2 separate regions of the Arachis hypogaea genome follow, and region 2 is linked to region 1. Evidence: chromatin contacts called from public Hi-C data. All regions are on one chromosome and are shown on one strand. Each heading gives the region's core, a stretch centred on a gene start, on an enhancer-like site or on the middle of the called end of the contact. The rest is flanking DNA. Distances are from core to core; before and after follow the strand shown. Region 1 holds the start of LOC112728096 (F-box/LRR-repeat protein 3). Region 2 overlaps LOC112728097 (U3 small nucleolar RNA-associated protein 18 homolog).

Region 1 (4,009 bases), core at 985-3,484:
TGAGAGATGTGAGATTAGTGCAAGAATTCGCAATGCTGGCAATGGAGACGTCAGTTATCTTGCGGCAGCACGTGATATCAAGCTTCCTCAAATCTCTGTGTTTAGACACGAGAAATGAGAGAGCTTCATCCGTCACTCCCATGCATTTGCTTAGACTTAGTTCCCGAAGTGAAATGCACAAATTTCCAATGGCCCTTAATCCAGCACAGGTAACCAGGCAGCCGTCTAATACAATTGATTGCAACATGGAGAGTTTACTCAAACCATCAGCAAGAGCAACAGTCACCTGGAAAATCAAATAACAACAATTAGCAACAATTGAAACCATCGAGCCCAAGTACTGAAAACAAAAAATTTACCAAGATATAACAATTACAGGAGAGCCATCTGCCAGGATGAGTTGCTCCATGCATCCAGAAATACTTGTTAACTTGGCCAGACCAACATGACTAATATTTTGACAACCTTTGATATCAAGTTTCTGCAGAAGGCAGCAGGTAGCAAGTTAGATCAAGAAAACAAGTGCATAGTTGAAGAGAAGGAAAAATCAATAGTACACCAATTGATGCAAACAAATGTTCCATCTAAAAGAAAATACATACCTTTAGCGTCCTGCACCCTTGTTTGAAGACATCGTCTGCAAGGCTGTCATCATCAATGCCATAGCATCCTTCAAGGACCAAATCTTCAAGATGTTGCAACTTAAATATTGATTGCAGGCATTTGTCTGTGATCTGCACAACACAATAAACAAATTAGACAAACAACATCAACCAGATCTTTCTAAAAACCTATAACTCAATAGGAAAAACCGACCCTACATTCAAACAGTAATAAGTAAATTTAATATCAAAAGAACAGCTCAAACGCTATATACTATTGATGGTATCTAATGTTGTTGTTTCTCATAGTAAACCAATAAAAAACTAACTGGAAAACCAATTCATTATTTTTGCTTTTCATCACTAACTTATCCTCACTTGAGCTGCTTCAGTTTCAAATACACTTGGTAACACCATCAACAATTATTAACAAGTAATAGTAATAATTCACGGATTCCAATTCCAAATATACATAAAAATAAATAAATCAAAATATCAAACATGTGGAGGTCATTAATCCAACCCGTAATTTCAATCACCAACCAATTTTCCATTTTTGTTTCAAAAAACAAATAAAGACGACACATCATAATACTAACTATTGAACCAAATTAGAGACAAGAACAAGAACAAGAACTCACAGGCAAATAGGAGAGATCCAAACTCTGAAGGTCCTTGCACTTGATCGCAAGCAACTCAACCCCCAAATCACCAACACCAACGCACCATTTCAAGCTTATCAACTTCAGCTTCCTGCAACCCACCGCTATACACCCGATCCCCATGTCCGTAACGAGCTTACACCTAGCCAGCCACAGCTTCTCTAAATTCTTCGCACGCGCCACCGCCGCCGCCGCCGCGTCCCTCAGTTCCGTCGCGTTCGACAAATCCAGCTCCGCCAAGTTCGGGCAGTTGACAACCACGCTCGTCAGCCCCGCGGCGGTGAAGAATCTCGACCTGGAGAGATCAAGTCGGCGGAGCGCGTGGCCGCACGCGCCGGCTAGCGAGTTGAGCGTCGGATCAGTGACGCGCGGGCAGAGGGTTAGGTCGAGGTTGGAGAGGTTCGGGTAGCGCGTGAGGAGGCGCGTGAGGTTGTGGTGGTCGGAGCGCAGTGGTCGGAGGTTGCGGCGGTGGCGGGATTCAAGTGAGTGGAAAGAGCGGCAAACAAGAGCGAACGATTTGAGCGAAGATGGTTGGTTTTCGAGGAAATCGAGGATTATGAAGATGAGTTCTTCCGATAACGCATCGAAGGGGTTGTTTCTACCGTGGTCCATAGTTGGGTGGAGTAGTTTCTGCTTCTTCATTATTTGTTTTTTTTTTTTTTTCTCTTTTGGTCCTCCAAAGAAGAAAAGAGAAGAGGAAGAGGAAGAGGAAAAGAGTGAGTTGTTTTTGTTATAACGGTTTAACAGAAGATTTATTGCTTGATGATTGATTTATTGGAGACGAGAGAGGAAGATGGGTGAGGTGTTTTGTTATAAGGACTAAAATGCCCCTATCAATCACTTGTCATCTTTTATATTTAAGACTAAATAGAGCGTTGTGTACCTGCCGGGCTTATCTATCTACACTTTCAAATGACAAAAAAGTCCCTTGTTCCCTTCTATTCCTTTTCAACTTGTGTTGCTCCAACCCCCAAGTCAGGTGCTAGGTACAACCTAGTTTATTATGTAACATTCATTTCAAGGATAATTGCTAATAATTAACTTTCATATGTTTTAATTTTTTATAACAATTAATATAGGTTGGATTTATTTATTAAAAAAGTATATACATATCAAAAATTAATTATCGTGTCAATCGATATATTTATGTATAAATATATATTATTTAAATTATTTTTAATATATATTTTATATTTTAATATATATTTTATATTAATAATTAATTTAATGTTTAATTTTTTGTATACACCGTATATGTAGTATAATTATTAATTATAGTATTTTTAAAAAAAATTAATATTTTTTATAATTGTGAAGAAGAACTCAAAATTGATTTTAAGTAGCAAATTTTTTTAATTTTATTCTAAAATAAATCTATCCGATAAATAACAAAATGTTTACTTTCTATTTAAAAATAAAATTAAATTTTACTCATACAAATAATAAATATATACCAAAGAATATATATTTAAATAATATTTTGTTTGATAAAACAAAAGAAAGAAAAAGTGGCAGTACGATATATAGAACGTTAATAACTAGAGGAAGGGTGTTTTGGTCAGATATGGAAGATAAAAGCAGCCGTACGGAGAAGGACAGGTATGAACGGAAATAATAAGTGGAAAAGCGGGAGGGTAAGAAGGTAATTTAGGGGCTAGTGAGTGGCTTTCATTATCTGATGCAGATGACATATGGTGGAGGACTATATGAGGAAGGACAGATTCAAGTGCGGCCAGTACGATGGCCAGGACCATTCCTTGCCCCATAATTCACACTAACCTTTTTTCTACTTTTCTTGCTTAAATTAATTATTTATTTTTAAAACAACTTTTTCTTCTTCTTGTTATCTTTCTTATATTCTATTATATATATAAAATTTCTTACATGTTGTAAAATAAAATTATATCATTTTATTAACAAAATTTGTATTTTTTTAGAAAAATAATAACTTTTAAATAATTAATTAAAATTTAATGAAAAATTGTTCAATCAATATTTTAAATAATAAAAGTTGTCTTTGAAATTAGGTTTTGACAACATCAATATACACAAATTTTATTACAAAATTTAATTATCATTAATTTAAATAATTATCTATGACATATTAAATTAATAATTATATACTACTTACAAATTTAGATAACATGTATGAAATTACAGTCCAAATCTAAGGGCGGTCCGATGAGAGATAAACAGATTTAAAAGAAATTATATATATAGAGCAGAATTTTCTTATTGATTGTAAGAAATGTTATTATATAAAAGATTTTTAAATAAAGAAAGAGAAAAGGTTGCGAAAAGTCCAAAGTTTGAAAATAAAAAAGAATTGCCGTACTTATAGGTGGCCTTGCATAGTACCTGCCTGACTCAGATAAGAACAGTTGGAGGGGGAAAAAAAACTTTGGTGGTGGGTGGTGCCATGATTATGAGAGAGAGAGAGTCAAAATTCCACAACAAACATAGATCAGAATTTTAGGTCAGGGATGTTGTGGCTCATAAACGCACTAACCTGCTCCAATTTATTTTCTACTTATTTTTTTATGCTTAATCTATTTTTTGAAAAAATAAATTTATGCTGTACAGTACTACACTTTTTTTTTGTTGATAATGTGAGTTTGTGGTGATGGATGTGATAGTAATATTTAGATGACCTAATATTATTGATTTAACCCCGGACCGTACATATTGCTACTTTGGGTATTTATCTTCCATAAATAGCAGGTATGACTCTCTTGGGTTAAAAAT
Region 2 (4,373 bases), core at 1,764-4,263, 97 kb after region 1:
TTGATTCAAAGAGTAAATAAAATCTCTATGCATGATGATAGTTGACTAGTCTCACTTGGTATGTTCTAATTACAATGAAGCCTCTTTATTTTCCAACAACTGCAGTACTTTATAGTATTGTTTATCTCTTTGCTTTTTCTCCGTTTATAAGTATACTCCCATAACCTCTTATTTTAAGTTAGATTGTTGTTCCTCTAATACAAAGTGTATTAGAAAAGAATCGTGGTTGACAATATAAATATTTATTCTTGTCTTTCAAGTAACTATTAATTTATCTCACAAGCAAACATATTGGATCTACTATGAAAACTGAATTGAAACCAGTCTTTCGGTCTTTCCTAGAGTTTCTTCAACCATCAATATTAGTTATTAAAATTTAAAATTTAAAATTTAATATAAAAATATTTTTGTTGGCAAAATATAAAAAAAAAAACAAATTTTATTAGTCATGTCATTACTCTTTTCTTATTGTGAAGCAAAAAAAAAAAAATCTTTTCAAAATATTTGTTGTAAAAACTATTACATAAAGTAATGTTGATTTAAATATGTCGTTCCATGAATTTTTGTATATTGTGAACTACAAAAGTTTTATTCCACATTTAATTATAACCACTCATAGTCAACAAAAAAAATTATAATGACTCATGTATCTTTTTTAATTATAACTTCTCTTTTGTCATTACTATTTTGAGATAAGAGAACTGTTAGTTATTTTTTAATCAAATAATTTAAAAAAATAGGATTTTATATTTTTTTTCCTTCTCCTTTTCTTCTTTATTTCTCCTCTTCTTTTGTTGTTTTTTCTTTTTTCTTTTTTTTTGCCCTTACTTCTTGTTAGGGGTGGTAAAACGGATCGAGCCCGTTGGGCCGATCCACTAAACCCGCTAAAAAAGTAGGGTCGGACTAGGATTTGGAGCCCGCCAAATAAAAAAAAACCCGCCAAACCCGCACCGCCAAATTGGCGGGTTTTAGCGGGGCGGGACGGGCCGGTCCGCCGGACCAAAGATTTTTATTTTTCTTTTTTTTATTAAATAAAAGAGTGATTACTATTATAAAATTAATAATTATATAATTTTTAAACACTTTTTCTTATTTTTTGTTTTTATTCTTCTTTTAGTTATTAACTTTATTTATTTTATTTTACAATTTCGTATATATGCTCAAATTATGTGACTTATTTTTTAAAATAAAGATGATTCTATTGACAAATATTATTTTGAACAATTTTATTGAAGTTAAAAATTAAAAAAATAATAAAAAAACTATATTATAATTTGACTATATTTTATTTGTATTTGATTTTTTAATTATTATTTTTTGGTTAATTTTAATGAATTTTATTTAAAAAAAAAAAAGAAGCGGGCTAACCCGCCAATCCGCCATAAAGTGGGGCGGGCTAGCATTTTGAACCCATTTTAATTGGCAGGGCGGGCCGATCCGCCCCGTTTATAGGATGGGCCTAGGCGGGGCGGGGCGGGTTGGAGCGGCCGGCCCGCTTTGCCACCCCTACTTCTTGTTGCTCTACTTGCTGCTGCTACTTTGTTTTTTTTTTTTTCTTTTCTTCTTTATGTTTTGTTATAATTTTTGGGTTTTAGTTCAAAAGTTTTTGTATTCTTGTTAAGAAAAATTATGTTTTTTTTTTTTAATATTTATGTGTTGTTTATAAAAAAAATTTCTTGGTTTTTATAAAATTTTCATATACCTGCTATTAAAAAAATACTTTTTGAAAGACATAATTAGAATTTGACTTAAAAAAAATATTTGTTCACCTTCAATTAGTATGGAAAATCACTCTTCCTCTTTAATAGATATATAAGAATTTCTCTTTACTTCAAGTTATATATATAAAGTTAACCATACTACATATATATATTAAAATCCAATCACTCATATGAACTACGAATATGAAAGATAGAATATACATTGAAAATGTATGAAGTACATGTCACATACCCACACTTTCCATTAGAAATTTAGATTTTATGGAATCGGAAAATATATTTGTGTAAATATGAAAATTAATTATTCTTGAAGACTCAAACCCTAGCAAAGTCTTGAATAATTGTTTGCCATTTTGGATCCGTGGTCGAGTACTGCAAAAGTACAATCACTACATGGGAGGATGGGATTATGGGATTATGGGAACAAGCACGGTGGAGGTGTTTTCCAATAGGCTAGGGACATTTCAGTAATTTTATGTGATAATTGAAAATTGTTATATTGATGCCGTTTGATATTAGGAGCATCAAAAGTGTAGTGTTATATTTTTCGAAGAATAAAAATGATGAATAGATAAATATTCACTTTTATAAATAGTACTAGACATTTTTAAGAGAATATGTTATTTTATTTTTATTAATTTTTTAAAATAAATTATGCACATCATTCTTCATTTTCTTCATACAAAACATCTCCATCATAGAATTATTTTTCTTTTTGGAGGGGAGGGAGGGGCGAGTTTAGGAAGTTTTTTTTTTTTTTTAACAGTATTTTTCAACTCGACAGGCCAATAACTATTTAGAACGAAACTTCATTTAAGGGTTTGTTGTTGGCCAATGAATTGCTGTATGTACAAGACAATATTCGAATCTCCGACACTTACTTAAATAGACTAGTGAATTAGCCACTAAACCAACCCAATTTGATTAGAATTGTTCTTTTTTTTTTTTTGTTCCCCACGATATCCCCAATCCGACAAGCCAATGACTAAAAATTCAAACTCCCGATACTTGTTTAAACAGACTAGTGAGTTAACCATTAAACCAACCCAACTTAGCTAGAATTGTTCCCTTTTTTTATTCTGATCAAAAGTGTAATTTTAAAATCAAGAGGAATGTACGTAAACTTTTATTAGAAGCATATCTTGAGACTAGCAAGCCCAATGGATAATTAATTAGTACATAGTCCAATTCAGTCTAAGATCACAGACATAGTCCAGTCCAATACATCTCCAAATGAAAAAGTTCCCATATTTCAAATTTTGGTTCCTCATAAAAAATAAAACAATTGAGTACCAAAAAACAAAACACTTGTAGAGACGCACTACAAAATTTTCCAAGAGAGCAGCGGCATCACCCTAGATCCCCCCAAAAGAAAAAGAAGAAAAAAAAGAAAAGAAAAGATAAAGGAGCAGTGGCAACAACGTCAATCAAAATATTTCATCTATCTGCCTTGGTAGCACTCACCTTTTTATTTATTAGTTATTGGCTATTACCTTGCTTTCAGTATCCGAAGTGCCAAGAAGTGGCATTTAGTAATATCAATTTAACCCAGACTGTGTACAGATATAACATAACAGCTCATCTAGGTATCTATAACATTGATAAAGCAATGTAGTTAATATAGCTAATGTCAAACAATCAATAAAAGACTTGAAACTAGTTTTCTCCTTCTATAGCTTGCATACAAACACATATGATGCTTCATTAGTTTATGACAAAAATGCAACAATAACCTGAGTTCAGAAACCTGCCTGGACAACAAATAACAATACAAAAATTTACTCTCAAACCTTGAGAGAGCTTCCAAATTTGATTTTATGCATGCTGGTAATGGTGCAACTTGTACAATAACACCTTTCCTGCAGAGTTTCCTACAGCCATGAAACCACCACCTGGACTAAAATCAAGACAGCGGGGGTAACTCAGGCTTGCATTCGGCGGCGGCCAGTTGGAAAACACAGTATATGACGGGATATGTATCAATTTCAAACTGCTCTTTTTCATGCCTGAACAGATTGCTAATATTTGAGAGTCGTGATTGAATTTCATAAAATCTACTTTAGTGGTCAAATTCTCAATGGTCTTGATAGGCTTCCTCTTGCCCCCGAGGAATTCCTCTCTATTGTAAATATTCACAATTCCGCTGTCTGAACCAGCTGCGAAAAGTTTTCCACCTGGAGAAGTACTAAGAGCTGTGCTGTTTATGCAGCCTTCATCTACGCCTTTATGCATGCAAGTCATTGTTCTCAGATCCCAGTGGTAAACCTGGCCATCACCGCCACCGCTCAACAACTGCTGTCCATCTTCTGCAAAAGCTAAGGATCGAACTGTTCCATTCATCTTTAAGGTACTAACCAATTGCTTTGTTTTTGACGAAACTAATAAAATGTAACCCTCATTACCCACAAAAGCTACTAATTTAGAATCAGGCGAGACCTCGAAATTTTCCAAACTTTTCTCTTCCCTACCAACTAAAGGACCTACTTTATCAACCTTAGCCTTAACCAAATCAAAACTATAGAAAAACTTTCGTCTTCCCGATAAGATAACCTGAGATCCATCTGGCAAGAAAGCAGCTTTCCGAATGGGGCAATCTTCAAGGAAGATGCTTTGAATCTTGGTGTTACGTTTGCCATCAATTTGAAAAAATCT

Evidence for each region. A called contact is a pair of places that touch in the nucleus more often than the background predicts.
Region 2: a contact with region 1 is called in a Hi-C map of an unstated tissue, with 3 times the contacts expected there. The contact joins the enhancer-like site here to the promoter of LOC112728096 in region 1. A contact is called at or near these places in 2 of 8 Hi-C or Micro-C datasets (leaf and an unstated tissue).

Annotation. Positions count from the first base shown.
Region 1 is chr12:106,852,262-106,856,270 of arahy.Tifrunner.gnm2.J5K5, forward strand. LOC112728096 (F-box/LRR-repeat protein 3) reads right to left here and starts at 2,235. Exons shown (of 7, transcript XM_025778081.3): 1 at 1,244-2,235; 2 at 603-734; 3 at 377-481; 4 at 1-286. The coding sequence starts at 1,906.
Region 2 is chr12:106,948,183-106,952,555 of arahy.Tifrunner.gnm2.J5K5, forward strand. It overlaps LOC112728097 (U3 small nucleolar RNA-associated protein 18 homolog), which reads right to left. Exons shown (of 2, transcript XM_025778083.3): 2 at 3,288-4,373. The coding sequence ends at 3,537. Among protein-coding and RNA genes, the nearest start is that of LOC112728097, 5.6 kb to the right of the region's middle. Within about 2 kb of position 3,014, at least 1 of the 3 cell types and tissues checked has open chromatin away from gene starts, as enhancers often do.